Linked DNA regions of Mus musculus: region 2 is linked to region 1. A link is a contact called in public Hi-C data. All regions are on one chromosome and are shown on one strand. Each heading gives the region's core, a stretch centred on a gene start, on an enhancer-like site or on the middle of the called end of the contact. The rest is flanking DNA. Distances are from core to core; before and after follow the strand shown.

What was found. A called contact is a pair of places that touch in the nucleus more often than the background predicts.
Region 2: a contact with region 1 is called in a Hi-C map of pro-B cells, with 4 times the contacts expected there. The contact joins the enhancer-like site here to the promoter of Prodh2 in region 1. A contact is called at or near these places in 3 of 39 promoter capture datasets (cranial neural crest, pre-B cells and second pharyngeal arch cranial neural crest), 1 of 484 Hi-C or Micro-C datasets (pro-B cells) and 1 of 9 other capture datasets (adipose tissue).

The regions. Positions count from the first base shown.
Region 1 is chr7:30,490,794-30,498,239 of GRCm38.p6, forward strand. Prodh2 (proline dehydrogenase (oxidase) 2) reads left to right here and starts at 2,865. Exons shown (of 10, transcript NM_019546.5): 1 at 2,865-3,064; 2 at 3,139-3,335; 3 at 3,419-3,557; 4 at 3,645-3,731. The coding sequence starts at 2,891.
Region 2 is chr7:31,087,299-31,094,744 of GRCm38.p6, forward strand. No RefSeq gene overlaps it. Among named protein-coding and RNA genes, the nearest start is that of Fxyd3, 14 kb to the left of the region's middle. Within about 2 kb of position 2,578, at least 99 of the 459 cell types and tissues checked have an H3K27ac peak or open chromatin away from gene starts, as enhancers often do. A contact at or near this core is called in adipose tissue and pro-B cells, where this site is marked.

The sequences.
Region 1 (7,446 bases), core at 1,615-4,114:
AGGGGTTGTTTTTTGTTTGTGGGCGGCACTGGAGACAGAGTCCTGGGCCATGCGCATGCTTAGCAAGAGCTCTCCGCAGAGCCAAGTTCCCAGCCTCTAAGCAATTCTTACAGTCACTTAAGCTGTCACTTAGCCATCCAGTGCTTTCATCACTCAAAGCCTCCCCTGCTTTTGCAGATGGTGACATGGTCTTGCTTTGGAAAACAGCGGATTAGACCACTGTACAGAACAGTGAACAACCCGAGGTGACCAGTATTTCCTTCATCCCCAGTGATTGCCCCCTCCCCATAAAGGTCCTCTTGTAATCCAGTCAGCAGCCAGGAGGGGGCTCTGGATCCTCCCACTGTAACTACTTTTGAGCTATTAGTAAAAATCTTCCCTGACCTGCCCACAAAACTTTGTTCAGGAATTTTTGACGAGACTAGCGTCGGTACACTCCCAGCCTTTGGGAGACTGAGACAGAAGGAGCATGATTCAGACCGACCTGGACTGTAAGTCACAGGACAGCTTAGGCTACTCGGTAGGGCTCCTTCTCAAAGTTTAACAATCCAAAACCTCCCGCTGCGGGCCCTGAGCCGCTGGGGGCCCTGAGCTGCTAGGGGCCCTGAGCCGCTGGGGGCCCTGAGCCGCTGGGGGTCCTGAGCCGCTGGGGGTCCTGAGTCGCTGCGGGCCCTGAGCTGCTACGGGCCCTGAGCCGCTGGCTGTGTTTTGTGTGTTTTGCGCTGACAGACACAAAGCGCTCGATCGAGCCTCTTCTTCCACCCATTCTGTTTCATCTTAACTGTTCTTTAAATTATTACATTTGTTTGTTTGTTTTGTGTGAATGTGAGCCAGCATGCACATGCCACAGAGTGCATGCATTGGTCAGAGGACAACTTGTGGGAGTCAGTTCTCATTGTCCACCTTATGTGTCCCAAGGGTCGAACTCAGGTCACCGAGCTTGTCAACAGTCACCGTTGCCCACTGAGCCAACTTAGCGTCTCATGATACATCTATTTCCTCTATGTATGTTTTTCTAGCATGTTTGTGCGTGCATCCAAGGGTGTTAGATCTGGACTGGATGGGACCTGGAAGAGTAGCCCATACTCTTAACTGCTGAGTTGGTCTCTCCAGCTCTTCTCATTTGTGTGTGTGTGTGTGTGGCGGGGGGGGGGGGTGTTGGATGGTTTTTGTTGTCTTGTTTTGCTTTGTTTGAGGTCCCCTGCTTCAGCCTCGTCCGTGCCGAGGTTGCGGGTGCAAGGAACCACACCGTCTCATGGTTTATTTTTATGCTCCCACACTGCTAGCTCCGTGTCCTTGTGTTAATGCCTCTGTGACCCCACAGGAGTCCCACCCAGTGGAATTTGAAGAGTCTCCAAGCTGCATCATCCTCTGGGGAGATGAGCATATATAAATACCACATCTTGAGCATGGTGTTGTATGCCTGTAAAGCCAGCACTTGGAGGTTGTGGTGAGACAGGAGAATTGCTGGGAGTTCAAAGCCAGCCTGGGTATGAGACTCTGTTTGTTTGCGTGTTTGTTTGTTTTAATACTGTAGTGGAGATGGAAAGAAGATTCCATAGACTTGAGCCCTGGTTGCTCTTCCAGAGGACCCACGTTCAGTTCCTAGCAACCATGCTGGTTGACTCAAGATTGTCTGTAACTCCAGCTCCTGGTGGATCTGAGGCCTCTCAGTGGGTACCTCCATTTATGTACACAGATTGACAGACAGACAAACAGACAGACAGACACACACAGGTAATTAAAATAATGAAAATTAAATCTTTTAAAAAATACTCTGCCGGGCGTGTTGGCGCATGCCTTTAATCCCAGCACTCGGGAGGCGGAGGCAGGTGGATTTCTGAGTTCGAGGCCAGCCTGGTCTACAAAGTGAGTTCCAGGACAGCTAGGGCTATACAGAGAAACCCTGTCTCGAAAAACCAAAAAAAAAAAAACCAAAAAAAAAAAACCTCTAAGGGGGGCATGTCATTGGAAATGGCTTTACAGTGCACACCTTGCAGACTTGGCAGATCAAAGAAAAAATTAAAACAAACAATCCAGGGCTGGAGCGATGGCTCCACAGTTAAAAGTACTGGCTGCTCTTGCAAAACACTGAAATTAGGGTTCCAGCAACCACTTGGCAGCTCACAACCCTCTACGGCTCTAGTTCCAGAGGATCTAATGCCCTCTTCTGGCCATTGTGGGCACTGCAGGCATGTGGTACTCAGCCGTTTGTTATGCAAAACACGCATACATATAAAATAAAAACAAACAATCTTTTATTTGTTTAAAAAAATAAATAAAAGACTTGGTGTCACATGACAGCTCACTTTTTCATTGCTGAAGAGTACCCATTGCCTGGGTCCCTCTGCACCCACCTCAATGCCTCACCCAGTCCCGTTTGGTGGACATTTGGGTTGTTTTTTTCCTGATGCCCATGTTCAAGTTCTGCAAACTACATGTTTAGGATGGACAGCAGGGCTGTGGTCTGTGTGCAGTTTAAGTGTACACAAGAACTGTGCAGTGCTCCTCCCTGAAGGATAAAAATCATCGCAACAAGAGAGAGGATGTTACTTAGCTAAGATTGCAAATCCCGGCTGCCTTGAACCTGGAGTTCCCTGCTCTCGGGCCCAACTGCTTATTCAGCAATGCAAGCTGGACAGCTGAGATCTGTCGTACTGTCAGGCTGAAAGGTTATTGGGGGCTGTCACTGGGGGCGTACATGTCCTGTTATTCTGACCTCTGTCCCTAACCATTAATTATTAACCCTCCACCACCACCCCAAGAGACTGCTATCCTAAAGATTTGCCCAGTTAATCAGTAACTGCCCCCCAGCTGGGCAAGGGGCATTTGGTACAGCTGCTATCTGCCTGGCCCCTTCCCCTAGTGTGGTGGTAACCAGGCACTTGCAATGATCTGGACGCGTCTGCCGCTGTATGGCCCCTCCAAGCCCTCTACAGGTGGCTGGCAGCCCCTGCGCTTTGATGGTGGGGCCTTCCATGTCAAGGGAACCGCAGAACTGGCACGGGCTTTGCTAGTGCTTCGCCTATGCGCCTGGCCCCCTTTGGTCACTCATGGACTAGCGGTGAGCAGTAGGCACAAGGTCTGGCCTGGAAGTCTCCCAGACCTGGCTCTGAGCATGTGTTCCCTGTCACCCAGTTTCAGGCCTGGTCTCAGCGACTCCTGGGATCCCGGCTCTCAGGCGCACTTCTTCGAGCATCCATCTACGGGCAGTTTGTGGCCGGGGAGACAGCAGAGGAAGTGAGGAACTGTGTCGGGCAGCTGCAGGCCCTGGGACTCCAGCCCCTGTTGGCAGTACCCACCGAGGAGGAACCAGACTCCACTGCCAAGACCAGGTGAGTAGAGAGAGGAAGGGTAGAAGGGAGGATGGAGTGGGCAGGAAGGGGGCTCTGGAAGCTGACCTCCACTGGCCGGGCAGTGAGGTCTGGTATGAGGAGAACCTTAGCGCCATGCTGCGCTGTGTGGACTTATCCCGAGCCCTCGTGGACGCCCACGGCCCAGCCAGGAACAGCCTCATGCAGCTGAAGGTGACCGCGCTAGCCAGCACTCGGCTTTGTGTAAGTGACAAGTGAGATGGGGGTGGCGATGTGGGGGTGGCTGCCCACCAGGACACCCTCACCATGCCAGCCACCAACCCATTTCAGAAAGAGCTGTCGGCTTGGATCCAAAGACCCAGAGGCTCCTCGGAGCTGAGCCCTGAGAGGCTGGCAGAAGCCATGGACTCGGGTCGGGTAAGGAATGCAGGTGCTCCTCACTGAGGATATGGTTGGCCTGGATAAACATGGGACTCTTGGAGTTCTAAGGGAAGTGTGGGGGTGAAGAGCTATCCAGAGAAGGGATCAGACCAACAGCGCTTTCTCCACAGAGGGCAGGACACGAATAAGACCTGTTGGTCAGTTGCTGAGCATGGTCGTGCATGCCTGTAATCTCAGCACGTGGGAAGCTGAAGCCTGGGCTGTAGAGTGAGACTTGCCTCAAAAGCACTGGCTGGAGAGATGGCTCAGCAGTCAAGAGCCCTCTTGCAGAGGACCAAGGTTTGGTTTTCAGCACCCGCATGGTGATTCATAGCAATCTACAACTCCAGTTCCAGAAAATGCAGCCGTCTCTCCTGACCTCCATAGGTGCCAGGCACACCTGTAGTGTGCATACAAGCATGCAGGCAGAACATCTATAACATAACACACACACACACACACACACACACACACACACACTCACACATGTTGGTGGGTTTGTTTTTAAGACATGCATCCCAGGCTGGTCTTGAACTCTCTGTATAGCCAAGAATGCCTTTGAACTCTTGATCTTCCTGCCTCCACCCCACTAGAGATATAGGCATGTACTATTGTTTCTGGTATAGCTGGTCTTTGCTATTTTTGTGGGTTCTTCTTTTTCCTACATGTATCCTTCTCCCCCGGCCTCCTGCTCTGGTTTCATGCCCTAACACTAGGGATAGGGCAAGAAGGATAGAGGGGGGAGAGAGTCCTGAACTTAATTTCTTTCCTTCTGTTTCTTCTTTGAGCTTGACTAACAAACTACAACCAATCCTCCCCCAAGGGACCAACAACCACTAACCCTGCCTCTTGGAGCCCTGGCATTTATATACCCACTGAAAAGTTCCAGAATTCCAAACTGTCAGACCCCCGAAGCTGGGCCTCCTCTCAAGTCCCGGGATGAGCTGGCCAGCACCCAGTGACCCGAGAGAAAACCACACCTGATGCAAACCGCAAGAGGTTTTATTATCAGCTAGCTGAGGACCAAGTCCCTCTGTCATACAGGGCAGGGGAGTTCGACCCCGAGCGGTGACAGTAGGGGGCTTTTAACAGCTAGCTGAAGAATTGGGAGGAGTTGGAAGGAGAGTTGGGAGGAGTTGGGAGGAGTTGGAAGGAGAGTTGGGAGAAGTTGGGAGGAGTTGGGAGGAGAGTTGGGAGGAGTTGGGAGGAGAGTTGGGAGGAGTTGGGAGGAGTTGGAAGGAGAGTTGGGAGGAGTTGGGAGGAGTTGGGAGAAGTTGGAAGGAGTTGGGAGGAGGAGGGAGGAGTTGGGAGAAGTTGGGAGGAGGGAGGAGTTGGGAGAAGTTGGGAGGAGTTGGGAGGAGAGTTGGGAGGAGTTGGGAGGAGTTGGGAGGAGAGTTGGGAGGAGTTGGGAGGAGGGAGGAGTTGGGAGGAGTTGGGAGGAGAGTTGGCTACAGCTCCTTTCTGGTGAGGGGGGGAGTGAGCTGTAGCCTCCTCTCTGGCGTCTATCTCCATGTCCTTGTAGGTCTTCCTACAGTTATCGCATCTCTGGCTGTAAGGCACAGAAACAAAAAGGCTTTTTGCTGGCTATAGAGAACAAAGCTTCTTTCTGGCTGTATTTTTAGAGATCAAGGAAAACAAGCTTGGGGAACATCCAGGGGCTTTACCTTCCAGGGAGAAACACTCTAAGTCAGGGTCTCACATTCCCCACTCCTTCTAGTACATAGTTCTAACCTTAGATCTAGGAAAATTAAACCTCTGGTCCAGCTGTCAAACAAAGCCAACGTGAGGTCGCAGCTTTAGGATTTGTAACATTGAGAGCCTCAGAAGCCCCTCGAATGAGACTAGAGAGTCTCTCCTCAGTGGTAGGAGGGAGGGAGGAGGTTCCTGTGCTGTGTCTGGTGAGTGTGAGCAAGTGTGAGCAAGGCCAGGCCAGTGGGCTGCAGCAGGGCTGGGAGGGGGAGCTGGGTACATGCTGGAGGAGCAGCGGGGCTTGTCAGAAGCACCACGTAGGGTCCCTTCCATCTGGGTTCAAGGTTGCTGGAATGGTGGCACCAGACCAGGACAGGATCTCCTATTTGAAATTTATGTGGCACTGCAGTGGTTCCTGGTTCATACGCAATTCCCAGGCGTCTTTTCTGACCAGTTCTAGGGCCTTCAAGCGAGCTAGCAGGGGTTGGGAAAAAAGGAACATCAAGGTCGAACATTCTCCTGCTTCTGTTAAGGGGGCCAGTCCCGATGGAGGAGTTCAAAGGGTCTAAGTTTAAATTTTCCTGGGGTGTTCTGTACTCGAAACAAGGCTATGGAAGGAGAGCTGTCCAATCCTTTCTGCCGGTCTCTAAAGCCAATTAAGTTAAGATTTCTTTAATGGTCTATTTACCCGCTCTACCTGTCCTGAACTCTGGGGTTTATAAGCACAATGTAACTTCTAATCTATCCCCAATTGTCTGGCTAACCCTTGGCTTACCTGGGCAATGAAGGAGGGGCCATTGTCTGACGAAAGTACTTTAGGGATGCCAAATCTTGGGAAATTTTCCTCTAATATCTTCTTTGCCATGACATTGGTGTTCTCCTTCTTAGTGGAGAAGGCTTTGACCCACCCTGAAAAAGTGTCTATTAAACCTAATAGATATTTATTACCGTACTTGGCTGGCTTAACTTTAGTAAAATGTACTTTTCAGTATGCCCCTGGTCGGCCACCTCTTAGCCACCTTCCAGGGGCGTTCTTGTGGTGCCCGGCATTGGTGAGGGCACAGGCTTGGCATTTATTAACAATCTCTTGGGCAACGTCAGACAGTTTTATAACATAGTAGTTTGAGTTCTTAACAATTTCTTTGAGCTTCTTAGTTCCCAAGTGCATGAGCCAGTGTAGATTGGCTACATATTGTTGCCCTTCTTTGGTGGGCAGGGCCGAGCAACCATCTTGGGTCTTAGCCACTCCCTGGGGAGTATACCCACATATCTCAGGTATTTTGCCTGTTAGTTCCTGGTCTTCTGAAGTGTAGTCAAAGCCTGCTTCTTTGAGTTTATAATGGTCTTTAAGTTCTTTATTTTTCTCTTAGGGCCACCTGTTTGGCAGCCAGGTCAGCCATCTGATTTCCCTTTGCTATGGCATATTGGCCTTTCTGGTGACCAGGGCAATGTATGATGGCCAGTTTTTTTCTTTTTGGCAAGTGTATGGCTTCTAATAGGCTCAAGATTTCTTCTTTACTTTTAACATCTTTCCCAGCAGATGTGAGTAGCCCCCTTTGCCTATAGATTGTCCCACGTATGTGAGCGGTGGCGAAAGCATACCTGCTGTCTGTGTAGATATTGATGTTCTTCTCTTTGGCCAGCCGCAAGGCTTGGGTGAGTGCGATTAGCTCTGCTCTCTGGGCTGTCGTCCCTTCAGGCAAGCTGCTGGCCCAGATGGTTTGTTTTCCGTTGACCACTGCTGCCCCCACTTTTCGCTTACCTTCAACTAAAAAGCTGCTACCATCCATGTACCAGTTGGGGCAGTCTGGCCATGGCTGGTCAGTGAGGTCTTTCTTAGTTCTGGTTTCTTCTGCCAGGATGTCCATACATCGGTGCACTGGTAGGGAGTCATCGGTTTCCGGCAGCAGGTGGCAGGATTCAGGATAGCAGGGGGTGCAAACTTCACTCTCTCAGTCAGTAAGAGGCTCTGATAATGGGTCATGCGAGCATTAGTCATCCAGCGATCAGGCGGTTGTCTAAC
Region 2 (7,446 bases), core at 1,328-3,827, 600 kb after region 1:
TGATGTTTCCTTGAGGGCTATGTAGCCTAAACTCAGCTCCTTTCTCCAACTTCCAAATACTAGGCTGACAGGCCTTCACCCCTCCCCCCACCCCCTACACTTCCACTTGATTTAAAGAGTCACCCATGCTTCATTGTGGCAGGATCCAGTTGTGGGTAGTGGTGTACTTCCTGTCCCCTTCTCGAGGTGACAGAAGGGAGCATTTCAGACAGGCTTTTACCTGCTGCCTGTCCTGTGTTTTGGTATCTTGTCATCTGAGAGTGTCATTCACACCAACAATGAGCCCTTGTCCCACATTCTCTATGGTACCTGGAGCCTTCACAATTTCACAGGTGGGTGTGACATCCTCTTCCTCCACTTCTTTAATGGAAAAAGGGCAGGCAGTATGAAGCAAGCTTCTCAAGTGCACACAGAAAGCGGTGGGGCTTGTTCTCACTAAGGCAGCCTGGCTTTGGGATCTGTGTTCCTCAGTGCTTACACAGGCAAGTAGAGGCATTCCTTATTTGAGCTAGAATAGAACGAACCACAGTCCCAGGACTTGGGATACGCTGAGGCAGGAGGATATAAGATCAACGTAAGCTTGGGCTGCATAGTTTGGGACCAAAGAGACAATAATAGCATAGCCAATCCTGGCAGTGTGGACGTGCAGTCTCAGCTACACCAGAGGCTGAGGAGAGAACATGGGAAGTTCACAACCAGCAGGAACAAATCAGCAAAGATGGTCTCAAAATAGAAAACACAAAAAGGGCTAGAGAAGTAGCTTAGTAGAAAGCCTAGAATCCCCCAGTGAGGGGCTGGGGGGCCTGGCTCAGTGGCAGAGCCCTGCCTAGAATCTCCCAGTGAGGGTCTGGGGGCATGGCTCAGTGGTAGCACCCCTGCCTACAATTCTCCAGTGAGGGGTTGGAGCATAGTTCAGTCGTAGAGGTCTTGTTTTACATGCACACAGCCCTAGCTTTAATCCTTGGAGCTGGACATTGTGGTCACAATGACTGCTGAGACTGCTTAATGCTCTGACAAAGATGGCCTGGCAGCAAGACAAGAACAGGGAAAGTGGACATTTGTCCTTTGGATACTGGCCAGTACCTATTGCCACCACTAACCTCATCCCAACCTCTGTCAGGCTATCTCCCCAGAGGCCAAGACTGGTGCAGGCAGATACCAATTGGAGTCTCTTGTTCCCAGGCCACAGGACAAATTCAAGAAGGAACCAATCAAAACAGCCCGGGTACAGTGAACTGACGTTTGGAGTTCCTCAGGACTCTTTCTCTTGCTGGGGAGAAACTGAGGCTCTGCCAAGCATGTTCTGGGAGAGTTTGTTTGAAGGAGGAGCCAACAGGATGGGAAGCAATCCAGAGCCACCAAGGCAGCCGATGGTACAGTTGGAGCCCTTGAAGGAACCAGGGCTGAAATCCCACCCCCATCCATGAGAGGTGTCAACCCCTCTGACAGGTAGAAGGAGACAATAGGCATGGTGGAATCCAGAGCAGGTACCGCTTGCCACAAGCTGTCAGGTGTCTCCTAGGCTGCATGCTGAGGCTGTGCACTGGCCCCACTGGGCATGCCCAGAATCTCTACCAGCACACCAACCCCCAACAGTGGGATGCACACAGAGGTCATAGATACAGGTTGCCGTGTGGACCGATGTACCAGCCAGCTCAATGGCAAGCCTGGGTAGGGAGGCAGTGATACACATCCTCCCCATTGTGGAGCTCAGAGGATTAGGCTGTGCAAGCAACTGGCTTGTGAAGCTGGGGGTATTGGAGATGTACATGATAGAGATAGCCCGTATGGGAGCAGAGGGCATCTCCCATGTCCCTACCCAGGCAAAACTGGGCATGAACATAGGTATCATATTTCATGGCAGATATGGCATGACAATAGTCACAGAGGACTAAAAAGCCAGTGTCAGTCTGCAACACTCTCCTCAAGGCACCGAGGTGAACATATCAAGGCCACTCTCTTAGTTAGGGTTTTATTGCTGGGAAGAGACACCAGGACCAAGACAAATCTTATCAAGGAAAACATTTAATTGGGGCTGGTTTATGATGGAAATGGAGGTTTATTCTCTTATCATCATGACGGGAAGCATGGCAGCACACAGGCAGACGAGGTGCTGGAGGGGTAGCTGAGCATTCTACCCCATGATCTGCAGGCAGCAGAGGGAGACTGTGTCCCACACTGGGATTAGCTTGAGCATAGGAGACTTCTAAACCCACCCCCCACAGTGACACACTTCCTACGACAGGTCACACCTCCTCCAACAAGGCCACTCCCTATGGCCAAGCATTCAAATATATAAATTTATAGGGACCAAACCTATTCGTCCCTCCACAGCCACCAATAGAATGTAGAGGATAGGGCTGTGCCCTTATCAGACTCCTGGGACAGGCCCGACACTCCCTGCCTTAGTTACCTTTCTAAGCTGTGATAAAACACCATGACCAAGGCAATTTGTAGAAGACAGGGTTAATTTGGGCCTCTGGGTTCTAAAGGGTTAGGGCCCTTAATGTTGCAGACAGAGTGACAACAGGGATCAGAATAGCAGCCACTGAGATTTCACTGCTCACACTGAAAACAGGAAACAGGTCACATACAGGAAACAGGGCAAGGTTTTTGAAACCTCAAAGCCTGCCCTACAGTGACATACTTCCTCCAGCAAGGTCACCTCTCCTAAATCTACCCAAACTGTCAACTGGGGACCAAGCATTCCGATGCCCAAGAATTAGGGACTTTTCGTTCAAACCACCACACTCCCCTAGAGCCTTTGGGCTGTGACCCTGCCTTCTTTAGACTGGCTTTGCTTATGTGTGTTAGGAAGGAAACAGAAATCTTGTCAAGAAAGCTTTTGGTTGGGAGCGTAGTTCCGTGGTAAAGCTCTTGCTGGCCTAGTTGCCCACAAGGTCTCAGATCTCATCCCTAGTATCTTGCCACCCCCCCCCCAATTGTGATGGCGCATGCTTATGCCATGCAGTGAGACTCAAAGGAAAGGAAGGGGCTGGAAAGATAACTCCGCAGTTAAGAGCATGCATTGCTTTTTGCAAAGAACCAGAATTTGTTCCCAACACCCAAGTTGGGCGGTGAATGACTGCCTGCAACTTTAACTCCAATGGATCCAATGCCCTCTTTTGACCATTTTAGGCACTGCACTCATATGCACACACACACACACACACACACACACACACACACACACACACACACCACATAAAAATAAAATAAATCTCAAAAAAGAAAAGAAAAACACACCATGCCTTTTCCAGTTAGCTCTCTCTGCTTCCTACTTTTGGATCAGGATGTAAGCTCTCACCTTCTGCTCCAGTGCCATGCCTGCCTGCCTACCTGCCCGCTGCCACGCTTCCCACCATGATGGTCAAGAACTCTAACCTGGAACTGTGGGTCATGGATTAAACATTTTTTTTCATAAGTTGCTTTGGTCCTAGTGTCTTACCACAAGGTAGACAAATAACTAAGTTCTGGGGCTGTCAGGCTTTCTAGGGCTGGCTAACATCAACCCAGAAGGACACCAGGGCAGCCCCACAGCGTGTATTTCTACCTCTTCTCTAACATCAGCAGCAGCAGGGCAGGGGTGAGGGTGACTGACAGCTTAGGGGAGGGTCTCTGAGGGTTCGATGACCCTCACCAACCATTGCCACATATCCACTACGATGCCTAATCTTTTAAAATTATTTTAAATTTTATTACATTGTGTGTGTGTGTGTGTGTGAGAGAGAGAGAGACAGAGAGACAGAGAGACAGAGAGAGACAGAGAAATAGAGAAACAGAGACACTAAGGATTAAACTAAGACACATGTTAGGCAAGCATTCTACCACTGAGCCACGCCCCCAGGCCCTCACTTGGGGATTCTAGGCAGGGACTCTACCACTGTGCCACGCCCCCAGTGTGCATGTGTGTGTATGTGTGTCGTGGTGCATATATGGAGGTCAGAAAATGTCTTACAGAAAGTTGGCTCTCTCCTTCCATAGTGTGAGCCTGGGATAAAACCCAGGGCATCAGTCTTGGCAGCAAGCCCCCCTACCTGCTGAGCCATCTCATGGGTCCTTGTTTTGTTCCAGTATTGGGAATTAAACCCAGAGCCTTGCATTTGACAGTGGTAGTTCACCTTCATTGCCAACTTGAATGGATTGAGACAACCATGGAACCACCCTCTGGATCTGCTGAGTGTGCTTGAACCTGAGAGCAGGATCCCCATGGCCTCAGTGATGTAAACGGTATAGGACACCCCAGTTTCTCTGTCTGTAACAACAGCTGGACTCCTGCACTGTCCTGTGTGTAGGGATCTGACCTCTTTCTGGGTCCTGGGTGCCTGTGATAGTGCTACCTAGTGAGCAAGCCCCAGACATACTGTCTCTTTCCTTCCTCCTTCTTCTACCTCTCCTGTCCACATCCAGACCAGTAGCAGCCAGACTGGGTGGGAATAGCAGTTCATGGGAGCTTCCCAGGCCCCTGTGTACACCAGTCACCTCTGTCCCACCCTGACCCTCCCAGAGTCCACCCCTCAGGTTGTAAGGTAGAGTGGTCACCCAGCACCTAAGACCCCTATGAAGATGTTTCAGCTACCCAGAACCCCAGCGTGCCCAAGTTGCCACTCCTTTATCCGGCTGTTGAAGCTCCTTTGAGTTGACTCAGATCAGAGTTGTCTAGGATACTTTGTTCCCCCCGAATATGCCAATAACAGCCTTCTGGCTCCCCCATAATCTGGGGTGCTTTGGTGCCCACAGAGGTACCTGATACACTCCAAGTCACCCAGGATCCTGAAACAGGTCTGACGCCTATGCATAGAACAGAGCAGGAGTCGTTGCTGTTACAGATGGAGGGGTACATGGCTGCAGGCTGCCCAGGGTCAGGCACTGGGCATGCATCTGCAGAGGACAATGGGAACAGGGTGCTATGACACACACTTGTCCTCCAGCATTTGAAACAGTTACAGGGGGGGACCAAGAGGCACAGGAGAGAGTTATCTGGAAGTACCGGTGAGATGGCTCAGCTGGTAAAGGCCTCTGCTGTCAAACCTGACAGCCCAGTTCAGTCCCAACAACCCATGTGACAGAAGGAGGGAGCTGGGATACTGAAAGCTGTCCTCTGACCTCCATACACACACCTTGGGCACAGGCGACTCATTCCACACACAACATTTATAATTAAATAGATGCAATTGAGAATTTACTATGGCCACAATTTTGTTACTTATAACTTTAAAAGGCAGATCTTCACATAAGCATGCGTGCTTATGTTTTCCTCTGTCGACCTTCACCATACTTTTTGAGACAGGGTCTCTTGTTGAACCAGGAACACACCGACTGTCTGGAAGTGATCCCTAAAGATCCCCCTCTCTGCTTCCTCAGCCCTGAGGTTACAACTGCACACTGCTGTGCCCAGCTTGTCAGCTGTGTTCTGGGGCTTGAACTGAGGACTTCACACTTGTGTGATGTCTTAGTTAGGGTTTTACTGCTGTGAACAGGCACCATGACTCTTATAAGGACAGCATTTAATTGGGGCTGGATTACAAGTTCAGAACTTCAGTCCATTATCATCAAGGCAGGAACATGACAGCATCCAGGCAGGCATGGTACAGAAGGAGCTGAGAGTTCTACATCTTCATCTGAAGGCTGCTGATAGAATGCTGGCTTCCAGGCAGCTAGGATAAGGGTCTTAAAGCTCATGCCCACAGTGACACACCTCCTCCAGCAAGGCCATACCTACCCCAACAGGGCCACACTATCTAATAGTGCCACTCCCTGGGCAGAGCATATACAAACCATCACACATGACAACTGTTTCTCCTGTCAAACCATTTTTGGGTCACATCAGGCAGTTCTCTCAGGCTGGACCTTTAAAGAGACTATCTCTTGGCTCTGTCAGCTGCCAACTGGATCCAGTGGGTGTTCTAAAACAACGGCCCCTAACTTTTTGACGTCTTCTCCACTGAAAGGTGGGATCTATGTCCCTATCTTTAGAATTCAGGTAGACTGGCGGCTGAAAAGCAAAGGCAGGGCTGCAATGTCAAAGGCAAAGACTTCCGAAATACTTGGGAGCCCTGGGCTAACTTTTTTTTTTCGAGACAGGGTTTCTCTGTGTAGCCCTGGTTGTCCAGGAACTCACTCTGTAGACCAGACTGGCCTCAAACTCAGAAATCCGCTTGCCTCTGCCTCCCAAGTGCTGGGATGAAAGGTGTGCCCCACCATGCCCGGCTTCTGGGCTACCTTTTAAGAAGTGCAAATGTCCTGAGGCAGTCATGATGGGAGAGGGGCACAAGCTACTCAGAAGAGTCAGTCATCCCAATGGAGGCCAGCCCTCCAGCCTAGACACAGATCACGGGTCAGGAAGCCTCTACAGTCCCTACTTATCAAGTCCTTTTTGTTGCTAACCAAGGGCAGAGCATCACGGAGCAGACACAGCTATCCCTGTCCAACCTTCTGTGCCACTCATCCAGTGAGCCTGATCGGAGGGTTATTACTCCCTGCTAGGTTTGGGCGTTTTGTTTGGCACAGGGCAGCATAGCAGCTCCTTGATTAACTCGCATTATTGCAATAACACCACGTTTTATGCAGAAACCAAAAATCCGTCTCCCTACACACCCGCACTATTTGAACCTTCCCAGCAATTACTTCTGAATGTAAAATTAATGGCCGTCACATCCCTCCCTAATCATGGCAGCCTCTGCACTTGAGAAAGAGCTAGGGAGAGAAAGAAACTACACATTACTCTCTGCTTGACTGGGTGGATTCTAACAATCACGCTGCTCCGAGCCCACTGTTCCAGCTGTGTGTGGAGGCGCAGGTCTGTAATCCCAGAAACCCAGGCAAAAGGGTAGTAAATTCTAGGTCAGCCTGAGTTACAGTCAAGGTTTGAATCCCACATGTCCTCCACAGTCTCCTGTGTCTGGATACGGGGTCCCTAGTTGGTGACGCTGTTCTCAGAGGCTGTAGGACGTTTCGTGAGGAAGTGGCTGGAGAAGACACCACTGGGGGTGATGCCGGTGCTGGGTTCTGCTTCCAGTTTGCTTGTCTGTGTGCATCCTGATCTTGCAAGATATGAAGAGTTTTGGGTTTAGGCTCCCACCACCGTGATTGGCTGTCCCAACCAACTATGCCTTCCCATGATGACAGACTGTATCTTCCACCCCAAAACCATGAACCAGAATAAACCTTCCCGTAAATTATAGCAGGGATTTTGTCACAGCAGTGAGAAAAGCAACTCACAAAAGCAGAGGGATTCTGTCTGACAGAAAGGGCAGGGTGGGTTTATGTCTGTCACTCCAGCCCTCAGGAGGCTGAGACGGGCAGAAAAAGAGCCAAGGCCATCCTCAGCTACATAGAGAATTTGAGCTAGCCTCTGCTACATGGGACCCTGAATTGTCTGTTTTCTAAACAATGCAAACAAAGGAGTAAAGAAAAAAAATCCTGGAGGCGGAGAAGGCAAGACAG